Regions from separate parts of the Hordeum vulgare genome. Here all the other regions are linked to region 3. The links are chromatin contacts, called in public Hi-C maps. All regions are on one chromosome and are shown on one strand. The core of a region is the stretch at or near the end of the contact, and the rest is flanking DNA. Distances in the headings are between cores, read along the strand shown.

What was found. A called contact is a pair of places that touch in the nucleus more often than the background predicts.
Region 1: a contact with region 3 is called in a Hi-C map of seedling, with 2.4 times the contacts expected there. The contact joins the enhancer-like site here to the promoter of LOC123427488 in region 3. A contact is called at or near these places in 1 of 6 Hi-C or Micro-C datasets (seedling) and 1 of 1 datasets of contacts at active chromatin or transcription factors (embryo).
Region 2: a contact with region 3 is called in a Hi-C map of seedling, with 1.9 times the contacts expected there. The contact joins the enhancer-like site here to the promoter of LOC123427488 in region 3. A contact is called at or near these places in 3 of 6 Hi-C or Micro-C datasets (leaf and seedling) and 1 of 1 datasets of contacts at active chromatin or transcription factors (embryo).

Annotation. Positions count from the first base shown.
Region 1 is chr2H:588,483,212-588,488,028 of MorexV3_pseudomolecules_assembly, forward strand. No RefSeq gene overlaps it. Among protein-coding and RNA genes, the nearest start is that of LOC123430654, 47 kb to the left of the region's middle. Within about 2 kb of position 1,345, at least 3 of the 3 cell types and tissues checked have open chromatin away from gene starts, as enhancers often do. A contact at or near this core is called in seedling, where this site is marked.
Region 2 is chr2H:588,531,878-588,536,333 of MorexV3_pseudomolecules_assembly, forward strand. No RefSeq gene overlaps it. Among protein-coding and RNA genes, the nearest start is that of LOC123430654, 96 kb to the left of the region's middle. Within about 2 kb of position 1,289, at least 2 of the 3 cell types and tissues checked have open chromatin away from gene starts, as enhancers often do. A contact at or near this core is called in seedling, where this site is marked.
Region 3 is chr2H:588,337,511-588,342,170 of MorexV3_pseudomolecules_assembly, forward strand. It overlaps LOC123427488 (protein indeterminate-domain 4, chloroplastic-like), which reads right to left and starts at 2,645. Exons shown (of 4, transcript XM_045111548.1): 1 at 2,343-2,645; 2 at 1,483-1,787; 3 at 1-77. The coding sequence starts at 1,711.

The sequences.
Region 1 (4,817 bases), core at 95-2,594, 140 kb after region 3:
TGTCACGTGTTCTATACAAAAAACCTCGGCAAACAAAAATTACTTGGTAATGTGGGGTTTTTGTTGAGTGTCCTGAAAACACTAACACAAAGAAAACACTCGGCAAAGGAATCATGAGACCCTCATCAAACACAAAAAGCTCGGCAATGCCCAGGCCACGTGTTCCTTCACATCTTGTTGAACAGCTACGTGACATTCATTGTTTATGGAATACTTCCTTCGTCCTAAAATAAGTGTCTCAATTTTATACTAGCTCTAATACAAAATTGTACTAAGCTCGAAACATTTATTTGAAATGGAGGAAGCATCTACTAACACACACTTGGCTATCCTTTTGCGTTTCATTTTTACTAAATGCAGTAACCCTTTGCTGAGTGTGCCTTAATTAGGATGAACACTCGGCTTACACTTTTGCAAATAAAATAAAATGTTGGGAACGTTTGCTGAGTACCCGTTATTGAACACTGGACACTCTACATTTTTCCTTTACTGGGTGAAGGGGGCCGTGTATAGTTGTTCTGTGTGTAATTTCCACATTTTAGGACAGAGATACCTACACAGACTAGCTTGGAGCCGTAGTATGAAGGTTAGATACATGGAAATTATTTGACCAGAAGATCCAGTAACTACAGAAGCCTAGAAGATCTAGTAACTACAGAAGCTTCCAAAAGACTAAATATAGAAAATTTGTTAATTAACATATCTGTTCAGGGTGTCCAGAAACGAAAAAGATATATACAACTTGCCTTTCTTTACAGCGTATGAACTAGTCCAACCGGGCAGGTTACGTAAGAAATGAGTGATGAAAGATCCACATCGAGAGAGACAGAGAGAGAAGGCTATTGTAGACTTGTGACCTATACTGTACCCGCGTAGTACAGTAGACGCCATGGTCCCGTCCGTGTCTCTCCCCCCTTTCTCTCCCTGTGCGTGAGATGTCAGCCTCATGGCCTGCAACATATCCCGGAGTTATTCTCGGGCATTCTTCTTAGGGCTCGAATCCATGGCCGGCCTCGCAGCCGGAGAATGGAATAATGAAGGGATAGGAACCTTTGTTTCCTCTTTTAGCTAGAGCGGGAGCTTGCAGGCCAAGACATGCAGAGGGAAGGCAGGCAGCAGGCTTCATCAGTGCTTCTCCATGGACGCACGTCACCGGCCTTCTCCGCCGAGCTCGCGACGCGACACGCACGCACGCATCATGTATCCTGGAATGAGAGTAGAAAACGGTCAAGCAGGCATGATTCCATTCCTAGCTGGTCCTCTCGCTTGTTTCTTCCTCCTCCACGCCTCATTACGTATAGCTAGCCGTGTGAATGTACTGAGTACTACTACTATACTCCCTGCTGCTGCTGATGGTGCGTTTGTTTCGACGGGTCGCGTCCTAGCTAGCTTGCTAGCTGCTGCCAAAGCAGATGACAGTGTCGTTGTCGAGGTACAGCTCGCCTGAAAAGCATGTGATGAGAGGATATGCGCAAGAAATCCTAGGGTTTCTTGGTATTTCTTCTCACGAAACAATCCATGGATAAATGCTAGCTAGCTGCATTGCGAGAAATCTGAAATCTTTGATAGTAGCAGCTGCCTTAACGTGCGGGCTGTCAAGAGCTGACGACGCAGGATAGGTCTCCGCGGAAGCTATTCTGGCAACAGAGGTGTGCTCGCGTTTCGTATGGCAACTTCTTTGTCACACCTCACAAGTACAGTCATTAGATGAGACACGTACGGGACACATTTGGACAGCGAGCGGCTTCTCAGCCGACCTCCCGTTTCTGCTCCACTACCGCTAGTACTGCCTTGCCCAGCTATCTGTTCACATCTTCAGATTCAGCGCCATCTACCACCTAATAATAGCTAATATATAGAACCTGAAGTCATGTTGTCAAAAGGAATTCGTGGTTCCTCGCTCCACGATTTGACAACCTGCAGGAGGGCGAAATATTGCGATCGATTCTGACTTGTAATCAGTCCGCCCCTGTCAAAACTGTACTTGCCGTGGCAACGCGGAAAGCTCGGCAAGACCCGTTTCTGAGCCGTCTTCTTTTCTTACCACATGACATGACGATGCAGAGCAGCAAATTCTACAGGAAGAGGAGCACTTCATTCTTACGATATTATGTGTGTGTGCAAGCCGGAGACGGATCGATGTGCTATATCTGCGCGCGGAATTCGTGTGGAAAATTGTGTCTGCGCTCGATCCAAAGACCAAACGGGATACAATTGGTTATCGCAGCCAAGATTATCATCATCATCGTCACATGAGAAGTTTTCTCTATATATGCATCCCTGAAAACGACTCTGGGGCTGTGAGTCTCCGGCCGTCGCCGACCGATCAAATCATGACGGGTTCTGATGAGATTCCGTCACTGGAACAGCGGATTAAGGGTCCACGCGGGCGTGGATGCACGACAGGATGGTTAGAACGATGAGTTTGTTTATTCTCTTGGGCCAGCTGGGGCAGGCAGGGTGCTGCCAATCTACGGAATGTAGTGGTTGGCCGGGTCTCTTTTCTATATGAATAGCTTCTACGGGGGGGAAGCACCAGTGCTAATAAGTGAGGATGATCCTTTTTGTATGCACATGAGAATGAGATCCCAATCAAAGTTACGAGTAAGAAAGAATGAAGTTTCAATCGATCATTCGTTCACTAGTTCGATACACATATAGTCGGTCTCAGGACCTACTCACCTGGATTTTAGGTTTTTTGTTTATAGGTCTAATTCAAAATCTCTCTAGCAAAACCATTTTTAAAACAACCCCCCACTCTTAAACCCAGTCAAAAGGCCACTTGCTGATTTGTGTCTGGTTTTGGCCTACGTGGCCCGCATCAGCAACGGAACTTCATGCTGTTCAGGAAAATCTGGAAAACATATTTTAAAAAAAAGGAAAATCTGGAAAACATTACATGAAATCAGGTATACTTCTTTCAGTCTAGTGTGTCAGACTTCAGCTAGATTTACTTCTTGTAACATAGTCCATGAATTTATACATGAGATAATAGAACACTACTAGTTTTAGACTAGTCATTGTGGAAAGTAAATTAGCTACTAACATGCATATGTTTGTAGTCTACATTACTATCTCTCCATAGTCTCTCTCGAAATAGGGTTTCCCCCCACTTTGTAGTACAAAGCAACCATCACTGATACAACCAACGATAGGTGATGGAATGAAAGCAGCACAAACACGCCCAAAAAAAAATGAACGAGAAATTACGAAAAAAATGCTGACAAGGGTGGATCGACAAAAATGAAGAAACATCGCGACTGTTGTGCCCACCATGGATCTTCCACCAAGCTCCTAGACTCCAAGGCGACGGTACCAATCAATACCTCCAAATAGGGATGCGACGATGACAACACTGTTGTTAATGGTTTCCCCTGGTACGCGGCGAGGGGAGAGGAAGGATAGCCCCCGACAGCGTCGGTGTCAGCTAGGCCGATAGGGATTTCTCCTGATCCCAGCCTTCACCTCGGGCGCTCCAGAGCTCTCCCCCAAACAATCCACCACCCTGCGCCAACACGGTCTTGAAGCTTCCAACACCGCCTCACCATGGCACCACACAAGGGGGCCTACACAACAAAAAAGAGGAGCTGGGACTAGGGACAGCAACACTGTTGGCACGCTGGAGGGCCCAGTTAACCTCCACCGTCAATGATGGTAATCGATCGGGCGTGACAACACGAGCATACTAGGTCCATGTGCCCACAAGCCGGCCGAGCTCTCAGATGCCCGCAAAGCTCCTGCCGCCGTGCTGCAGAAGGCACGCCATTAGTGTCGCCATCCCCCGTCCGAGCTGCTCCACCTCCTCACCATGCAGAAGACATCAAAGCCGCGCTAGTGGCCTGCCCGCTAGTACCTAGATGTGGCCCATAGGGGCCAGATCTGGGCCAAGGGCACGCCGCCGACCACCCCACGCCACCACGCCGCCCCGTCGCCAAGGAGCAGCACCGCCACCACTCTCGCCGTCGGGTCGCTGAGCCGCTGCCAAGCCGAGCAGCATAGCTGATGTCCCAAGGGAGACGAACGCGTGGGTACAGGAGGTCTCGCCGCCGCCGGCACCACCCGGGCCAGCGTCGGGGGCGCCCGTTGGTGGCGACAGGAGGGAAAGGGGGGGAGGACACCCAAGAGAGAGGGACGTGCGCCACCCCGTCCACCTCCCGGGGAGGCGGTTCAAGGGCGGATCCGAGATGGGGAAGAAGGGGCAGGACTGTACGTGGCGACCGATGGCCGGCGGCGACAGGAGGCGGTTAGGGGAGGAACCCTTTGTAGGCGAGTTTTTGGGGAGTAACATATGGGTGTTGTCATGCAACACTTTATTTATAAGGTTATATACTCATCTTATCTTGGTAAGTGTGATGTTACTCATATCTCTCCCTAATAATAAAGCACGCAGTGCTTCTTCCGTCCATCATGGTCGTTTTGCAGAAAACCCCCTGAAGTTTCCCAAAAACAACCCGCAGTCCAGATTTAAGTGAGAGACAAATCGTTTTTTTCGTTCTTACAGGAAACCCCCTGTGCTTTCCCGAAATCAACCCGCAGTACATAACACAGTGAGAGAACGAATCGTTTTCTGGATTTTTTGTAGAAACCTCCTTCAATTTTCATAAAATAAACCCGAGTACATACTTGAGTAAAAAAACCAATCATTTTCCGTATGTTTTCGAAAACACTCCTACATTTTTTAATTAATTAATCTGTAGTTCAATTATAAGTGCAAAGTACTTTAAAAAATTATATCTTTTAAAGAGTAACTCCAATTTTACATTATTATATATGAAATTTTATTAGAAAAATATGTAAAATCTGAATATAATGTTAGT
Region 2 (4,456 bases), core at 39-2,538, 190 kb after region 3:
GAGGGCAGGACAAGTCGATCCCGACCCAAGCTAGCCATGCATCCCGAAAGCAGATCCATCATCAGATTGCGCGCAGAGACATGTAGCATGCTGGCACTGCCACGGCAAGTCACATGTGTGTACACACCCACGCACGAGACCCGATCTACTCCTCCTAGTAAGCAGCATCGCTCCTCGCCATGCACAGTGCCACCGTTCCGGCAGGCATCCCCATGGACCATCTACTCTATCACTCATTCATTCATGCATGCATCGAGCGGTGGGAACCGGGCAGCGTCGTCGCGTTGCCCACCCGCTGCAGCGTGTTGGCAATTGATGGCTGTCCCCTAGCGACGTACGCCCCGCCCGCCTTCTTGCCAATGCCAGGACCATCGCGCCTCGCGCGCGCACGTACGTGACACCCCCCCGTATGTTACGTACCACCACCAGTGTAAAAACCCGTGGTAGCTAGTGTCCCAAGGACAGCCCCCCTGGGCGCCGCACCTGACGGGTCGCGGAACAGTTCCCTCCTCGGGCGGTACCGCCGCTTACGCTTAGCTCAGACATACAGCGGAGCGTACCACGGGTACGTGCTAGGGCGCGCGCGCTCGCTCGCCCTGATTGATTTGTTGTCCCGTCTGCGTCTGGTCGGCCGGAGGAGCTCGGGCGCGCGCGTACTTTGGGTCACTGTGCCGCGGGGCATGCACGCAGCTGCAGTGCAGCAGCGCCGGCCGGCCGGCCGCGAGGCGCCCAGATTTGGATCGCTTGCTGTTTGGCGCTGTAGCGTGGCCGTAAGACCTGAGATGATGGGATGGGCGGTGTAACTCCGTAACTAATTAAGCATGTGGGCATGCACGGACTGTTTACCGTTGGATGGATCGGGAGCATGCATGCATGCGCGTTCTGTGGATTTATATGGTCGATGGCCGACTCGCCGTGGGGACGGACTAATATTCGATCAATCATGCATGCGTGCATGCGTGTTCAACGTAGTGAAGACGGTGCTTAAGATTTCATCATGATGGCACCTAGGACTCGCATGCATGCGACGCAATAACTAACCCGGTCGGCGCCCTGGACCAACAAGCGGATCACGTGTAGGAACGATCAGGACAAGGTGCAGTAACAGCCCTTGCTCCCAACTCGTCCTAGAGCGCATGCAGGAGGGAGGGATCGAGGCGCGCGGTAGAAGGAGAGCTACTAGCTTAATTGCATGTACGTACACGCGCGGGCGATAGGGTAGCATAGCATGCAAATGCAATGCAATGCATGCACGGACGCACGCACATGAAGTAGAGTAGAAGAGGATGGGACGTCCTTCTCGCCCTCGGGTTGTTGCTGTGGACTCCTCCGACACCCGACGTACTGCAGCCAGGCTGCCCCCACCGCCTCCCTCTGTTGCCTTGTGAGCACTCGCTGTTCGGGGCCAGTCGGTGTCCATGATTCTGCCGGTGGTCTCTACAGCTGCTTTCTTTCACCTACGTACCAGAACGCGACGCAGTTTGTTCTGCTCAAAGTTTTTTTGTTTCCACTTGAACCATGCACCATGCAGTTAAAGGTGCTGATTGGTGATGTAGTACTTTGCAGAAATGATGAGATAGAAAGGGGTTAAGAAAGGCCGGGGCCTCCTTTCTCCTCCCGTGACTGGATGGTCCTTCCAGGGTTTCAGAGCCCTGTCTCTCTCTCTCCCCCCCTCCCACGAATCCACTTTTCTTCCCAGCGACAATGCTCGTGTTTTGATCTTTTTAGTGAAGTAATCGAGATCTGATGATCATTTATAAATTTTTTGGAATCTGATCCATTTTTTATCGATTCTTTTTTTATCATTAGAAACCTTGACGGTAGGTTGTTATATCGTACCGTCATAGATGCTGACGGTAGCATATAGTATAACCCTATCGTTAAGGTACTTGATGGTAGGATGCGTACGCTGCACACTATGTTTGAAACTTAAAAATTTATAGGATAAGGCATGCAACCTTATCATTATAGACATCGATGGTAGGTTGTTATCGTAGTTTTAAATAGCCCGTTATAGCCCCGCTATAGCCTTTTCAGCAGGGTGCCGCTAAATGGTATCATGTACAAATATGCCGCTATAGCTCCGCTATAGCTGATTTAGAGGCTCGCCGCTATTTGTCGTAGCCCGCTATTTAAAACTATGGTTGTTATATCCTCTCATCGTTGGGTCCCGGCGGTGGAAACTAGATCAGACCGAGAAATTTTTGTAAACGACTTCATTAAAATGGTCAAAACAGGAAATTTAGCCGGCGAGCATACCGAGAGAAAGGGGGACTACGGTGCTGCAACACTGCCTATCTACGGCTGCAGCCTGCAGCAGCGCGTGCAGGTGCAGTGCCATATGACTTGTGTCAACAAGTCTAAGACACAGTGGGAAGAGGCATCGGAGGAGACATTCAAAAGCAACTTCTGCTTCTGCCTCTGCGCGCCTTGCATCCCGACATCATATGCATGGCCGGCCCTTGTTCCGAAACCGAGCCAACAGGTTAAAAAGCATGAGCCTGGCGTTTTATCGCTATATATGCAGAGCCCGCATGCTGCATGCACGCCTGGGTCCGGCCGCCGCTGGCGGTAGATCCGTCGAGGCCTTACGTGCTTGTCCACACCCTCTTGGAGCCATTCTTTTGTCACGTATACATACATATGCAGCAAAACGATCGATCGATGGGCCTAAGAGATGGATATATATAATTGGACACGTACGTAACGCAAGCGCGTGTTGTGGTCGTACTTGTACGTGCGGTCGCATGCACGCAGGAGGAGGCAGAGGCGATGCATGATTTTGTCTTTCTGAAGCATCTGAACCCTGAAAAGGCCGGCCTTTTTTTGTGCACCATCATACGCCGAAAAGAAAGCTGACATGCTTCATATTTTTCAACTTATTTGCACTACGTGTGGCATGCATATAACAGGAAATGTGTACCTGGCTACTCGTGCAGATCTAAGGGCGGTTTCAAATCACACCGGCAGATCATACGCTTTGAGATTAGGGCTTCTCATTCCCTTTCAGTACTCTTATGGAAAATATGACGTCCCGGGAGCAGTAACTTTATTCATGTATGTGCGGGTATATATGACCATGTCGGTCGAACGGCCGTGCTGTAGGTATAGGCAGTTGTGATGTCGGTTTTTATCTGGTTTTTCCTTAACTCATCGTGCAATCTTTCTAGACTCTCTTCCACGTAATCAATAGAAATACAGAATAAACTACTCCCTCCGTTCCTAAATATAAGACATTTTAAAGATTGTACTATAAACTACATACGGATGTACATAGACATATTTTAGAGTATAGATTCACTTATTTTGCTCCGTATGTAGTCTTCTAATAAAATCCCTAAAAGGTCTTATATTTTGGAACGGAGGGAGTAGATAGTACGTACCGCACATGTTGATAGTTTTATTTTTAGGAAATCCTCACGTTGATAGTTTATACTAGTTGTAATAAATTTCAATAATACAACAAGTTTTGCCCAGCTCCAGTGAGGGAACGATGATGACGGCGGCATGTCTTCAACTCGCTTCAGTGCTTTTAATCGTCGTGAACTAGTCTACGGATATGCATGTAATTTATTATTTTTTATGTTCGTTCTACTATCATGATTGAAGATGAATATATCGAAAATTTCCTCCCAAAAAAATCAATAAATTTTAGTTTTATGGCACATGCATGTTTTCATTAATAATATTACAATAAAAAATACATCTGGTTTTGATTATTGTATATGTGTAAAATTTCTTGATTATAAGTAGGATAATAGGAGTATGATGAGAATTCCCATGCAATGTTCCGTGTTGAGATTGGCCTTTTTTCATGCATGATTGTATATTAACAAAAATATTTACCGGTAATCGCCTATTTAGTTATATATGATTGAGCATTTCGACTTTGTTCAACAAAAATATTAGCTTCGTTTATCTATAGCATATCTTTACCTGACACATTAAAAAATCATAGAGATAGTCTATTTTGATGCCTCAACTATTGTGTTGGGTCTAATCCCATCCTAATTTAAAGCCTGAACTTCCAACCCCTGTTTGAAATGTTGTCTATATGGGTTTTGAAAAGTAGTTTCGTGTTCATGAATCATGACCTTCCAAAACATATAAAAATATCAATAATGAAGGGAATGCTCTCCGGAATGATAACCCAGAAATTTTAATCTTATAATATGGCCATTTATGATACATGCAAAAAAAATCATTAATCTTAGAGTTTTTTGTATAAAAGATTGGTGATCATATTACCCTCCAACTTCTTACGTTACGGCATCCTCCACGACTATAAATCATTTCCAATTTTATTTATTTTTAGGTGAAAGGGAGAAGATCCCCGGCTCCCATCTCCCCTAATAATAAAGCGCGCATCGCTTCTGTCGTCCGTCGTCGGTCATTTTGCAGAAAAGCTCTCGCAGTTTTAGGTAATCAACCCACAGTCCAATTTTAAGTCACAACG
Region 3 (4,660 bases), core at 1,395-3,894:
GTTGCACACCTCGCACACGAACCGGTTTGTCGCCATCAGCGTCTTAGGCGACAGCGCGATCACCTCCGCGTCTGGATCTGCAACCAATCAATTCATCATCAAACACAATGCATATATATATATATATATATACACAAATATGACAATTTGCTTTGCACACAAAAAAGGTATCCCAATTAATGAATCGATGCGTCATGCATAAGAGAATCAATAAAATGCCTGGAAATTAAGAATGGGTGGCTATATATTTAGGGCGTTCCATGCTTGGACAGGTAGGAGAAGATATATATGCTTCTACAAGAGCGGATATTTGAGCAAGGGTCTTATTAATTATATTATGTGCGAAATTTCTTTATTGTTGGAGTGTATTAATTTTCTTATCTGTTAGGCGCTCGTGCATCATCAAATTAAGAGCGCATAATGCTATTGGAGCTAGTAGAAATCATGGATTAATTGGAGAAGATATGGTTGCTTACTTCCCTGGGTGGGGGCCGGTGAGCTAGAGAGTAGAGACAAACTAGGCCATGGAGAAGAGAATATTTGCATGAGATTTTGGGGAAGAAAGAAGTTTGCAGGAAGTGATATAGAGAACAAAGGAATTGTCATGGATTGTGCCTTCGCTCCTGCTTGCACCTCATAATTGGGGAAAAGAATTGAATGAGCTCCAGTGGAGAGGATGACAGCTCATGTAACATGGAATCTTGGAACGAGAAAAGTAAATAAAAACTTGATATTTTTCCTCCAAAATATATCCAACTAGAATAAATAAAAACTACTAGAAACAAATCGTGTTAGGAATTCTGGAACCGACTGATCTGATGAGAACATGAGACTTTGGAAGAAGAAGAAACGGCCTGAGACAAGGAGAAGTCTACTCTAGAGCCACGAGTAAAGTACCCTAGTTCCTGTTCGTCACCTGAATTAATTGTCCTCCTTTCAGGTGATATAGTACAGAGCTTTAAATGAAGTCGTATTGATTAGCATGGAGCGAATTGAAGGTCAAATTCTTCTTGGAGGCTACAGCTAACTTCGAATTGAAGTAGACCCAGAGTATAGGGGAACGGATCCAGTGAACCAGGGATCCATGAGAAATTGAGGAGCTGATAGTAGTAAAAGAGTACAAGCTGGGAAATTAGGGAGTGAAATTAAGGCGCGTGTAGTAGCAAGAACAGACTGTCGCTCAATTACACACACGTCAGTTACTTACCAAAAAAAAACGTGCAATTCTCTCCGGCGTGAGGACCGGCAGTATACCAAGTATTTATTTACTCCGAAGCAAGAACCCAAAGAAAGAAGTAACTGAGTAAAAGGAGTAGAAGATACTAAAAACTGGAGAGAGAGAGAGAAAACCCAGTGTGCGCATGTGAGAGAAGATGCTTGCACTGTCAGGAACCAAACGATAAGACTCCAATCAGTCCAGACAAGACCTTGCAGTTAGCATGCATGACTGAAAATATTAACCAGGGTCCACGATTGGATTACCAGGTAGAGTCCTCTTCTTCTTGGCCGGTGGCGCCGCCGCCGGAGCGCCTTGGCTTGACGCCGCAGGCGCCGCGTTACCCGCGCCGGACAGTGCCACCGCTGCCAGCTGGTGCTGCTGGTGCTGCTGGTGCTGCTGCTGTGATATCAGCGGCTTCATCTGGTCTTGCTGGTCCCCATCCCTCATCCCGAAGAACGCCGCCGCAGCCGCTGCCGATGAATTCGATGCCATCGCCTCCCAACCTAGGTCCTCGCACCAACTCCGGATTGTTCAGGGATTGGCAGTGCTCCTTCTTCTTCCCCCTTCGCTGAAACAAGCAAAGATTTTCCATGTGAGACGTCGCAATTAAGAGAGTAAAAACTGACACTGCACAGCAAATACAAGCAAGCGACCATGGGAGGGAGAGAGAAAGAGATCTGGAAGACTCTTGTTCCCCGACGCCCGAGCTAGGTACAAATTAAGGAGGAGAACGACGACGAAAGAAGAGAACTGGGACTGGGAAGGAGCAGATGGAAAGGCCCCAAAATTCCCTGAGCGCGTGATGGCTAATACCTATCTCATATGTATGCGCTGCGTCCCCTTGGAACCGATCTGAAACAACAAACAAATCGACAAGGAGCCGAGAAAAACTCCAAGGCCTCGGCCGCTTAGGACCCTTCCGAGATTAACAAAAGAACAAAGTGGACAGGGAAATCCAAACAAACAAACAGTTGCACTCAAAACAAAGTAAAAAAAAAGAGAAGGCATACGAACAAAAGCTCGCAAACACCCACACCCACAGAACTCACATACATACAGATATTTAAAAATTCTGAAAGGAACACAACAAGGAGCTAGAGAGGAGGAAAAAAACATGGGATACCTCACTCCCTCCCTGCTAGCTTCTTCTTCTCCTGCCTTGCTGCTCCTTGTTGGCACTGAGGGGATAGAAGTGGAGGAGAGGGGACGGAGGAGAGGGCCGGGGAGGAGGCTAAGAGGGTTGTTGTCTCATTTCTTTCATCTCCCTGTCATACCTTTCTTTCTCTATATCTATCTATCTCTTCCCTTCCACGCTCTTATATGCCCCCCTCTTGCTCTCTATAAATTAATTGCTGAATTTTTGCCTCTGCTCTTTCCCAGGCGGATGCACACCATGGAAATATATAAAAGATGGGGATTATATATACAGGCCGGAGCAGGAGAAAGGGGGAGAGGAAAGGGAGAGGGGATGGGGGGAGCGGGCGGGCGGGGGCAAGCTCACGCAGCCCACCGGTGTCGTGGGGCGTCCGAGGGTTGGGCCCACCGACTGCTGCGTGGGGCTTGCCTCTCGCCATCTCACACGCGCGCGCAAGCCTTTTCTTTTCCCCTTGGGTTAAGTTTTGGTATTTTTAGGGGTTTATTATTATTTTTATTATTATTATGCGATTGCAGCCGTGCGCTTGTGTTTCGTGCCTTGCTAGCACGTTACAGATTAAAAGCATGGCTTTGGATCCCCCTGTTCACCTAACTTCTGTTAGACTGTTTTAACCTTTTTTTTTGTGCTAGTTTGCACGCATGTATTTGGCCAGGTTGTGCAACAAACATCACCCTGTTAATTTGTCATCATTTGTGCGTATCACATTCTCCATCTGAACGTTTATGAGTAATCCACAAACATATAAACGAGGAAGCCACAAACATATAAATGTGCACAGTTCAATCGTTAGATATTGAATGTAGGGGCAAGAGGAAACCTGGTATAAAAATGGTGTACCAACCATCCCGTATTTCCGATGAATTACAGCAAACCGGCATTTGAACTTTTTGTTGCGCTATCTGTGATACAAAAATCGAAGTACCGACCATCCCGTATTTCTGACGAATTACCTGTAAACTAAAAAAACTAATTCACTAAGAGCAAATAGTGGGTTTGAATAACTCTTACCTTTTTTATCCTCATATTCCACATATGAACGTTTATGATAAGGTAAGAGGCGACATGTTAAAAGGGTTCATTAATGTTACATTGGTATATAAAAAATGAAGACTGTTTCCCCACACACCAAAAAACCGTTGTGGCGACCATTATTGTAAACAAGAACACTATATTCTAGGAGCGAACACATCAACTCACCATCGATTGAGGAATGACCTTATGGAGAGCAACCGAGAAGGTAATTTTTGTGCCACACATCACCATGGAGGATCTCGAGGTTCATGTCCCACATGTGCCCCCCTCGCATCCTTTCGTATGCCTCTCCCCATGACGCCACCCCCGCCCATTCTTCTCAAACATATCGATATCGTTCCGTTGTTTCAATTCCGTTGATCGAGTGTGTCTCTCAGTGCTTCTCGGGGCTGAAGATGAGGTGGAAGCAACTTGGGAGGACCACCCAAGGGCGGTGGCGGGAAGGGATGTGGAGAAGCTAGACCAACTCTTCGAGTTCTACAATAGGTTCACCAACGTAAGCGAAATTCATCGGAGATCGATGAAGGTGGTGCTCAGAATAACGAAATAAAAGAGATATCCGATGGCGGGAGACGGTGCCTACACCATCAAGATCTTGTATCGGGCCATGAGGGAAGGAACCTCTACAAATACGAGACAGGGCAGCCCTGGCGCAAATTCTGGTTACAGGAGTTGGCGCCGCCCGACCCACAGAAGGTGGCGGATGGAGTGGTGATGGTGATGCTGGTTCCAGGTACGCACGAGATCTCAGTTGTGTTGTAGGGGGTCAGAGGAATGGTGCGGGAACCTTGGAGGCCAGAGGGCGGATCCCAGCTTCCACCGCTTCCCCACGTTCCAGCGTTGTTCGGACAGGTTCCACGCAATGGCGAGATCTACTCAATACATTTAGTCCACACCCCGGATGGTAGCCCATTTTGGTTCCTCGCTGGGGAGGAGTCTGACAAAGGGCAGATCGGCGGGAACACATCTTCATCAGGTTCTTGTAATTCTCTACCCCGGCCAAGTATCTTCTATTTGTGGAAAGATCATAGGCATGGTAGGAGGATTTTCACTTCTTGCTCCATTTCTCATGTGAGTACCATTACATGATAATGGTAGGATTGATAATGCAAGTTCTTCGAATTGGGGAGCAATTAGAAACTATTGACTGATCCCTGAACAACATGGGGTTGCGAGTAGTAAAATATTTATTTGCAAGATGCAATTAGACCCATGTCGTAGGATTTCGCCCATTGAATTTGAATTAGTTGATA